Regions from separate parts of the Sus scrofa genome. Here region 2 is linked to region 1. A link is a contact called in public Hi-C data. All regions are on one chromosome and are shown on one strand. The core of a region is the stretch at or near the end of the contact, and the rest is flanking DNA. Distances in the headings are between cores, read along the strand shown.

Region 1 (4,397 bases), core at 1,014-3,513:
GGATGTCACAGTAGTCCCACTGGTAGACGTGCTGGCCTGGTCTATGTCTTTCCCCACGGTAAAAACACTCTTGGCCCCATTTTTCTGCTGGCAGAACCACGGCTCAGAGAGGAAGAGGCTCTGGGCCGAGGACATATCGTGAAAAAGTGACAGTTCTGCAGTTTAAACCCAGCTCACCTCATACGGTCCTCTACCAACCAGACCCCGCCTGCCACCCAGCCCCACCCTGTCCCCAGCAGGCAGAGCAGAGGTACAGCCAGGAGCAGGGCCAGCTCAGCTGGGGGAAGTCCAGGCCTAGAGGAGGAGCAGGCTCCCTCAACCCCACCTCCTTTGGCAGCTGAGGCCTGAGAATATGCAGAGCAGGGAGGGAGGGAAGCCCAGCCTCCTGGGTTCTCCTCCCTTAGGTGACTCACTCCTACCCAGGGCAGGGGTCACCTGAGGGCCAGCAAAATGAACCTATGAACCAGAAGTCTGGCCTGGCCTTGAAGAATCCCTGCTCCCCCAACTTCCAACATAAAGCAGGAGATCTCAGGTCCAGAGGGCCCACCTCCCAGAATTCCTCTCTTCCCAGAGTGGCCAGGGACCTAGACCCCATGTCCGGAGATTTCAATGCTTTGGGCGTTTCCGGAATCTGGACAGGACATCCGTTCGCCGGACACAGAACAGACAGGCACACACTGGGACAGACAGAGGGACAGATTGGCAGACCCAAGCAGCCACAAGAAAGGGATGATCAGGACGGGGGTGGGGGTGGGGGAGAGCAGGCAGGACATGGGAAAGGGGACCAGGGCACAGGTCCGGCCTCGTTCCAGGAATTATAGCTTCTGTCTGGGTCATGTCTGCTACACGCCAAGCGCATGCATGCGCCAGGGGATTCCTAAACAGCTCTCCCAGAGCTGAGGGGTAGAGGCAGGGACCCCGGCCCTCCCCAGCCCCAAGATCTGACCTTGTGTGATCTGCAACACCAGATACGCCCAGCTCCTCGGCAAGGCTGGCAGGCCATCAGCAGGACTGGGGTGGGGGCACAGGGGGTCATGGGGGGAGAGACACGGAGGGATATGGGGGCAGGTGCAGAAGGAGACGAGAACCCAGTTACACAGCAACCACAGGACGATGGAGGGATGTTGAGGCACTAATAGGAGCACCAGAGGTAGAAGACGTCTCAGATTTGGGTCACTGAACCAAAGAAGGTCAGAAGTCACCCTGGCCCTGATTGTTAAAGATGGAGAAGGTGAGTCCAGGGCTGTGATGTCCACAAGGTGGCACAAGGAGAAGCTGGCTGGGGCAGCAGGTTGGTGCTGGTCACCTGTGCCTCTGTGTCTGTATATTTGTGTGTTTGCAGGGGTGATCCAACCCTGCCACCCATGCTCAGGTCAGATTCCAGGTATAAGAAAATCCCCAGTCTGGACCTGGACATTCCCCACCTGGGATAAGGTTCCACCTGGCAGCCAGAAGGCTGGCTGGGTGAGTTCCCCATTCTGCGATCTAATGAGGCGACCCAGGCACTTCCGCCAACAGGTGCCAATCTGGGTGGCGTCGGGACCATCATAAAGCTCTGTCTGGAAGCTGGGGCCACTGGAGCTTTGTTGTGTAGGGGAGGGGAATGGGCCGGGCAGCCTCCTCCTCTCCAGGGGCACAATGCCAGACACCTGCCCAGGTGGAGCGGCACCTGTCTGGAACCGAACGCTGAGGAGGGAGAACAAGTGGCAGGGGGCACCAGGCACCAGGATGCACAGCCGGCCACAGACACCCGAAATGGAGCCTCTGCCGCGCCCCCTCTAATTCTCGGGGAAGGGAGGAGCTTGAGGATGCTGTGGGACCTCCCCGCTGCCCCCTCTGTGAGGACCTCCACCTGCGGAGGAGACTGTGGGAGCCCCACCGTGCCGGCCCAGGGAGAAAGCGCCCAGCGCTCGGGGGCGAGGTGAGGGGGAGGGAGGCCGCCCTTACTGCCCCATCCCGGGGGCCCCGGGAGCGTGCGGTCGGGGGTCCCTAGTGCCCGCTGGCCGCCAGGCGGCTGCGGTCGCAGGTGCGCCTACCTGCACAGCGTCGCTGGCCATGTCCACGCGCCACCCGCCAGGGGTCCCCGCGCGGAGGGAGGGGCGGTGAGAGGAGCGCGCGTGCGCCCCGCGCGGGGCGGGGAGGGGGCGGGCGCGGCGCGACCCCCCGGCGCACAGCCGGCTCAGGCCTGCTTTGCTCGGGCCCCGCCTGGCCAGGCCGCCGCGTCCGCGCGCCGCGCCCTCCGGCCCCAGCGGCCGCCGGGCCGGGTCACGTGACCGCGGAGGTCGGCGCCCGGGGAGGGGGCGGGGCCGAGGGGGTGCGGCTCCCGGCGGCCCCTGGGGCTGCGGGGTCCTGCCTGCCGGACACCTCCCCTCATCTGCCGAAAGTACTTTGTCTGCTTCCCCCGCTTTTTCCCCTTTCTGGATCCTCTCGCTGCCCACCGATCCCCCATTTGAGCGCGGGGGAAACCTAAGAAAAGAGTGAGCCACGTTAAAGCGGGGAGCGGTGGAGGCCTTTGGGCCTCTCTGGGCCTCTCAAAAAACAAAAACAATTTATCCCCCTCTGTGTTGCAAGTTCAGGCCTCTTGGACTGGACATTCAAGGGCATTGGAGCTTCCCCATAGGGCTGAAGACAAGATTTGGGCAGACCTAGCTCCGAATCCCAGTGCCCAGTGCCTTGGGGGAGTCCGAAAACCCTGAGAGCAACGTTTGTGAAACGGGAAGGATTTAGCTACCCATTCCTTAGATGTCGATAGCATTAAGACAGTACATGCCAAGTGCTGGGAGCACAGTAGGTGGTTAAGAAAGGTTAGCTGCTGTGATTTTAATATTTTGCCTTTGTTATGAAAAGAGAATTGAACCCTAACTCCGTCACTGACTTGTGGGCCCTCCGGCCGCTGAGCCTCACTTCTCCCTGTTGTAAAATGGGGACCAGCCTCTCTGGGGCTTCTGCATGCAGGTGGCTCTCCACAAAGCACATTCGAGCCCCAGCGGAGGCAGAGGGTGGAGACCGTTGAGGAGCTTCGCTAGGGTCTCCTGGAGTACCTGGAGCGTGCAGCTTGGCTTCTGGCCGACCCTGCACTCCCTTTCAGACCCGGTTGACGGAGCCAAGTCACGATCCCTGGGGCGCGGGGCGGGGAGCGCTCCCTGGCGGCGCCTCAGCATGGGTGTCCTCCTGGGACACGCAGGAGCACGGAGGGCTGCTGGTACCTTGGTTACTCGAAGCTGTGCTTGGTTCGCATTGTCCCAGAGATCCGGGCGCGATGTTTTCTCTTTCCCTTCTTACCTTGGGCGACTCTTTGAGACTGGGTGGTGGTAATGGTTAACAGAGGAGGAGGAGAAATTATACCAACTAGAATCCAACCACTTCTCACACTTACACCGTCTCTAAAGGTTCGGTCCTCATTGTTGTTCACCTGGACCAGTGCAGTCGCCTCCTCTCACACAGAGCCTCCCTCCGTCCCCATAAAGCCCTAGGACGCCTATGAATGCCTGAGTCAGGCCATGTCCCTCTTCTGCCTAGATCCCTCTTTGGCTCCCACCTTCCTCAGAGTAAAAGCGAAGTCCTACCTGCAGCCCACAAGGCCCTGCGCAATCTGCCCCCTTCAGCTCCCCCCTCTCTTCTCCCACCTCTACCTCTTGCTCACTCCCTCCAGCCACACCTGCTTCCTAGCAATTCCTCGAATTTTTAATCCACTAAATTAAAGAAACTTTCGAGCTAGTTCTTTTGCTCTTGATTTAAATATGAGGAAACTGAGGCTCAGAGAGAAGCCTCTCACTCCATTTATGAAGTCAGGATGTTTATGGTGCTTGCTTGTTTTCTTCTGATTCTCCAGCCCACCCGTTTTACAGATGGAGATGATGGGGCAAGCAAGGCTGAAAGTCAGCCCAGGAACTGGGCCACCTTATCCAGGGATGGGCCCTCTGCCGTCTGCCAGGTTCCAGGCTGCCTCCCTGGATGGAGTGGGGAACCCTGCCAAATTTTCACGCCAACCTTCCAGCATTCATTTACTCAGTGAATATTTATCGATGCCCGCTGGGGACTTTGGTGGCACTGGGAACAGAGTCACACTCTGGGCTTGGAACAGGGAGACCAAGGACTTATTGTATAATTTCAGTCAAATATGATAACTGCAACAACACCTCCCTACAGCTCCTCTGGCCTCTCTCCAGTTCTCTCTAGGGTCTTGGAAACCCTAAATCGCAGCCACTTCTCCCTGTTGGAAAACCTGTTCCTGGATCTCTGGAGCTTTTAGGAAAAACACCCACCCTTCACCTGGTCTACAAGGTGGTCCTGTCAGGCCTCTGCCCACCTGTCTCCACTCCTCTCACCCCCGTCTAGCAAAACTGTCCTTCTCTCTGTCCCTCAAATATTCTCACCTAACTTCCAGTCACAGAACC
Region 2 (4,397 bases), core at 733-3,232, 240 kb after region 1:
GTAGTAAGAAACAAAGCATGAAGAGTCTTGAAGACAGTACTCTCACACTGAAAACAGAAAACCATTCACATACTAAGCAGAGAGGTGACTGATCCAATTTATTTCAGACCTGCTGCTGTCCAATAACACAGTGGCCACAGAGGATCATGAACATCTGAAATGTGTTTAGTGCCACTGTGAAAAGGAACATTTCATATCACCTAACTTTCATCAACTAACATTTCAATTTAAAACCGACATGAGGAGTTTCCGTCGTGGCGCAGTGGTTAACGAATCCGACTAGTGAACCATGAAGTTGCGGGTTCGGTCCCTGCCCTTGCTCAGTGGGTTAACGAACGATCCGGCATTGCCGTGAGCTGTGGTGTAGGTTGCAGACACGGCTCAGATCCTGCGTTGCTGTGGCTCTGGCGTAGGCCGGTGGCTACAGCTCCGATTAGACCCCTAGCCTGGGAACCTCCATATACCGCGGGAGTGGCCCAAGAAATAGCAAAAAAAAAAGACAAAAAAAAAAAATACAATTAAAAAAATAAATAAAACCGACATGAGATCTAACTCATGGGAAACTTTTAAGCTTGCTGGGAACAGCGTGGGCATATGAGTCTACAATACAGCTGTAAATTTTATGAAATCTAAGCTAATTTTCAGTGAAAATGTAGCGTCCAGATCACAGACGTGTTGTTAAGTAAAATAAAGGATTTCAACAGCTTCGTGCTGAGTAACAAAATGTAAGCTACCTGTGTTGTATTTTTTAATACTGAACATATGCTGAAAAGGTGTTTCAGCTAAATTTTAATATATTTAAGAGTATGTTAAAATTAACTTTTTAAACTTTTTTAAAAAACGTGGTTAACTTCAGAAAAGTGTAAAACTAGGTGCGCTGTCACAGGTGGAAGCAGGGAGTGAGTGCGGATGTCCCTACAGTCTTCCAGACAGGGGGCGACGGCGCTCCAGCCCCAGTGTGGGAGTAAAGTTTCTAGATGTATTATGCAGTCATAAATCCTGCCAGTAAATTTTCATGACCCTGTTCAACGCGCGGGGAAGGGTGGCCTCGAGAGGTAAGTGGAAGAGGCCGGACTCGAACTCTCATTTACAGCGTGTCTACCTGAAACCTCCCCAGAGGCTCTCGAAGGGGAAAAAGCCGGATTCGAACCAAGCCCGACTCCCGCGACCCAGGCCCCCGTGAGCCCCGTTACTGTCACACCGTCTCCCTTCAGGGATGGGTTAAACGTTCACAACGTTCACAACGGACTCCCGGGCCGCTGGGCCTGAAGGGCCAGGAGACCCATAGAGAAACTTCCGGCAACGCTCACCTGCTGAGACTCCAGAGCCGCAAACGCTCTTCCTTTCTCTTCTTACACCCCGCTCAACAGCGCCGGCAGTCGACTTCCGCTCCACTCCTACGAATCCCCCACCGAGTCTTATTTCCTCCCGCCCCCCAAGGTCAACTCAGCCAATAAACTCTCAGAGAATCGGCTTTATTCCCGCCCCACCCCTGCCTGCCAATCACCGCAGGTCAAGCACCGCCCTTCCCGCACTTTAAGAGGGGATTTGGCGAGCGCCGCGCGCCACCAATTGACGGTTGGCGGCGCTGCCCGCGGCTGGAAGCACCTCCCGGAAGGGCGGGGCTAAGTCCGGACAGCGCTAGTGCGGGGACCCTCGGGATTGGCCAAGAAGAGCCCTGCGTTTTGACCCCGCCCACCCCGCCCTTGACATTCGAGTCGGAGACTCTAGGGATTGGTTCCCGGCGGACTCCCAAAGAAGCCAAGAGACTGTCCCGCCTCCCTCCCGCATCCAGAAGAGGGAGCTCCACCGATTGGTCTCGGGAGTCTCGGCGCTTGCCTACCGACGCTCCAGGATTGGCTGGGGGGGCGCTCGCGCCGCCAGGGAGCGTTGACGGTGATTGGCTGGAGGGTGGGGCCGGCTATTTGAAGGAGGCGCGCGAAGAAGATTAGCTCTTCAGACCGCGATCGGAGGAGGCGCGAGCAGTTTTGGGTAACGCTGTTCTGCTGACCTGACAAGACCCAAACGTAGTCTTGGCCCCAGCTCTGGCTTCAGCCTCGGCCCGACGAGGCAATGGCTAAGGTGTCGGTGCTGAACGTGGCTGTTCTGGAGAATCCGAGCCCTTTCCACAGCCCCTTCCGGTTCGAGATCAGCTTCGAGTGCAATGAGGCCCTGACGGACGGTGAGACTGGGCCTGCGTGGAGCGACCCCCCTCCCCTGGGCCGCCCCGACCCTCCCCTTGGAGACAACCCTGTGAAACACCCCCTCTCCCCCAAATCTGATTTCCCGTAAACCAACACCCACCCCCAGCCTTAACCTCCCCTTTGGGAAACTACCCCTTCACCGTACCCCTATGGTTACTCGCGTTTTCCCCCGTGAAAACCTCATTATCCCCCTCTTTTTCCTGTAGCTCTCCTCTTGGGTACCCGTTTTCTAGGTAGAGACCGTCAGCCACCCTGACTTTCCTGTAGCAAGAGACTGCCCCTACCTACCTACTATTTAGGGGCAAGCCGCCATTCCAGCCATTCAGTCCTCCCCACCAAAAGGCTGTCCCCTGTGGTGAGGCACTCCCATCTCACTTTTTTCCTATGGAAACCCCAACCTCCAGCCCCCTCGAATTTCTCCTATGGAAATCCAAGCCCCCTCCCAATTTCCCTATGGAAACCTCAGCACCCTCCCATTTTCCTTATGGAAACCCCAGCTCCCGCCCCTTTCCTATATGGCAACTTCAGCCCCCTGTTCCATTTTCCCAATGAAGACCCTCTCCCCCTGTGACAAGACCTCACTCACCCCCATCTTCCCATCTGTCTTCCCATAATCTCCTCCCTGCTTGCTGATGCTCTACCTGGGGAAGCATGGCCAAACAAGCATAAGTTGGTTCTTACCATTTGCCTGCCAGATTCCTGCTGACTTACTGTAGCAATTCTCCCCCACTTTTGATGGTCTGACCTAATCTGGAGGGTGGGTATGCCAGGCTGAGCCATGAAGGTATCTGGCTTCAATCAGCTCAGAGGTCACAACCTTTTGTGCATCTTTTTCAAGGCGCTTTTATAGATGTACTTATTCATCTGTGTGACAAAGGTGGACATGACTCTCATCTCACAGATGAGAGCATGGGATCCACAAAGAGTAAAACACCTTTTTTGTACTTCTATAAAAATCAAAAAAAAATCTAAGGTCATTCAGAGAGTTTTGGCACCACTTTCGGGAGAAAGTACTCCATTAGACCTCTTCTCCACTTAGTGGTTAAGAGGCAGCGGCTAAGGAGGTGGAGATCTGTGAGGCCAGGGTGTGCTAACTAGCACCTCTCAGTGGTAGGTGTGTGCTTTGCATGCAAATTAGCCACTTGGTCTAGCCTGGAGTTGATAACCCTTTTGATATATGTGTGTGTGTGTGCTTAGACTGGGCCAATGGATCAATCTTCCCTGTTTCTCTCCTTTCTAAATTAAGGAATCTACTTGTGACTATAGTATAAGCCCAGTTAAATCCTTTCTGGAACAAGACAGTGTAAATAAATAAAGTGAAGAATCACCCTGTGGAATAAGATTTCATTTTAAAGCTAGGAGGAGATGTAAGGAGCTAATAGGTTAAGGGATTCACAGAGCCAGATGGCAGAAGATTGAGTTTCAGTATGTCTGTTTGTGATCCTCGGGGTTAAACATGGTTGCATGGTCATTATCTAGTACATTTACTCCTACAAAGTTCCTCTCCTGTTACTTTACTAATCTGTTACTAGAATCAGCACAGGAAAGGCTAAAGTCAACCTGCTGATCATTATCTTTCTTTTTTTTTTTTCTTTTTTAGGACTGCACCCACAGCATATGAAGGTTCCTAAGCTATGGGTCAAATTGGAGCTACAGCTGCCGGCCTACACCACAGCCACAGCAACGATGGATCCAAGCCTCATCTGCGACCTACACCACAGCTCACGGCAACGCCAGATCCTTAACCCACTGAGCTCAGCCAGGGATCAAACCAGCAACCTCATGGTTACTAGTCAGCTTCATTAACCACTGAGCCACACTGGGATCCCCGGTCATTATCTTTTAATAGAGAGAAATGGAATGATTTCTCCAAGGTCACATAGCCAGTTTGTAGAATTATTGACACTAGGTCTTGTCTCTGAGTTCTTTGTCCAAAGTTCTTTATCTTTCTGTAACCAGGGAAAGGCCTCTCCTGTGGAATGTAAATAGGACTGACCATAGATTTTATTTCCACATGAAAACACTGTCAAAAGAGGGAAAGGTGGTGCTATTATTAATTATACCTGGACAGTGAAGCTTTTGCTCAGAGAAATTCCAGTTAGAAAACCTGGAAATGTAGAGTCTTTTGTTGTACCTCTAGGGCTATCCTTGACTCTGACCTGCCAACTTGCTTTCTGCCTCTTCCCACAGAGC

Evidence for each region. A called contact is a pair of places that touch in the nucleus more often than the background predicts.
Region 2: a Hi-C map of liver shows a contact between it and region 1, with 3 times the contacts expected there. The contact joins the promoter of ASF1B here to the promoter of PKN1 in region 1. A contact is called at or near these places in 2 of 5 promoter capture datasets (fetal liver and fetal skeletal muscle), 2 of 47 Hi-C or Micro-C datasets (liver and skeletal muscle) and 1 of 2 datasets of contacts at active chromatin or transcription factors (alveolar macrophages).

What each region holds. Positions count from the first base shown.
Region 1 is chr2:64,822,689-64,827,085 of Sscrofa11.1, forward strand. It overlaps PKN1 (serine/threonine-protein kinase N1), which reads right to left and starts at 2,264. Exons shown (of 22, transcript XM_005661233.3): 1 at 2,037-2,264. The coding sequence starts at 2,057.
Region 2 is chr2:65,061,204-65,065,600 of Sscrofa11.1, forward strand. It overlaps ASF1B (anti-silencing function 1B histone chaperone), which reads left to right and starts at 1,983. Exons shown (of 4, transcript NM_001137625.1): 1 at 1,983-2,182. The coding sequence starts at 2,074.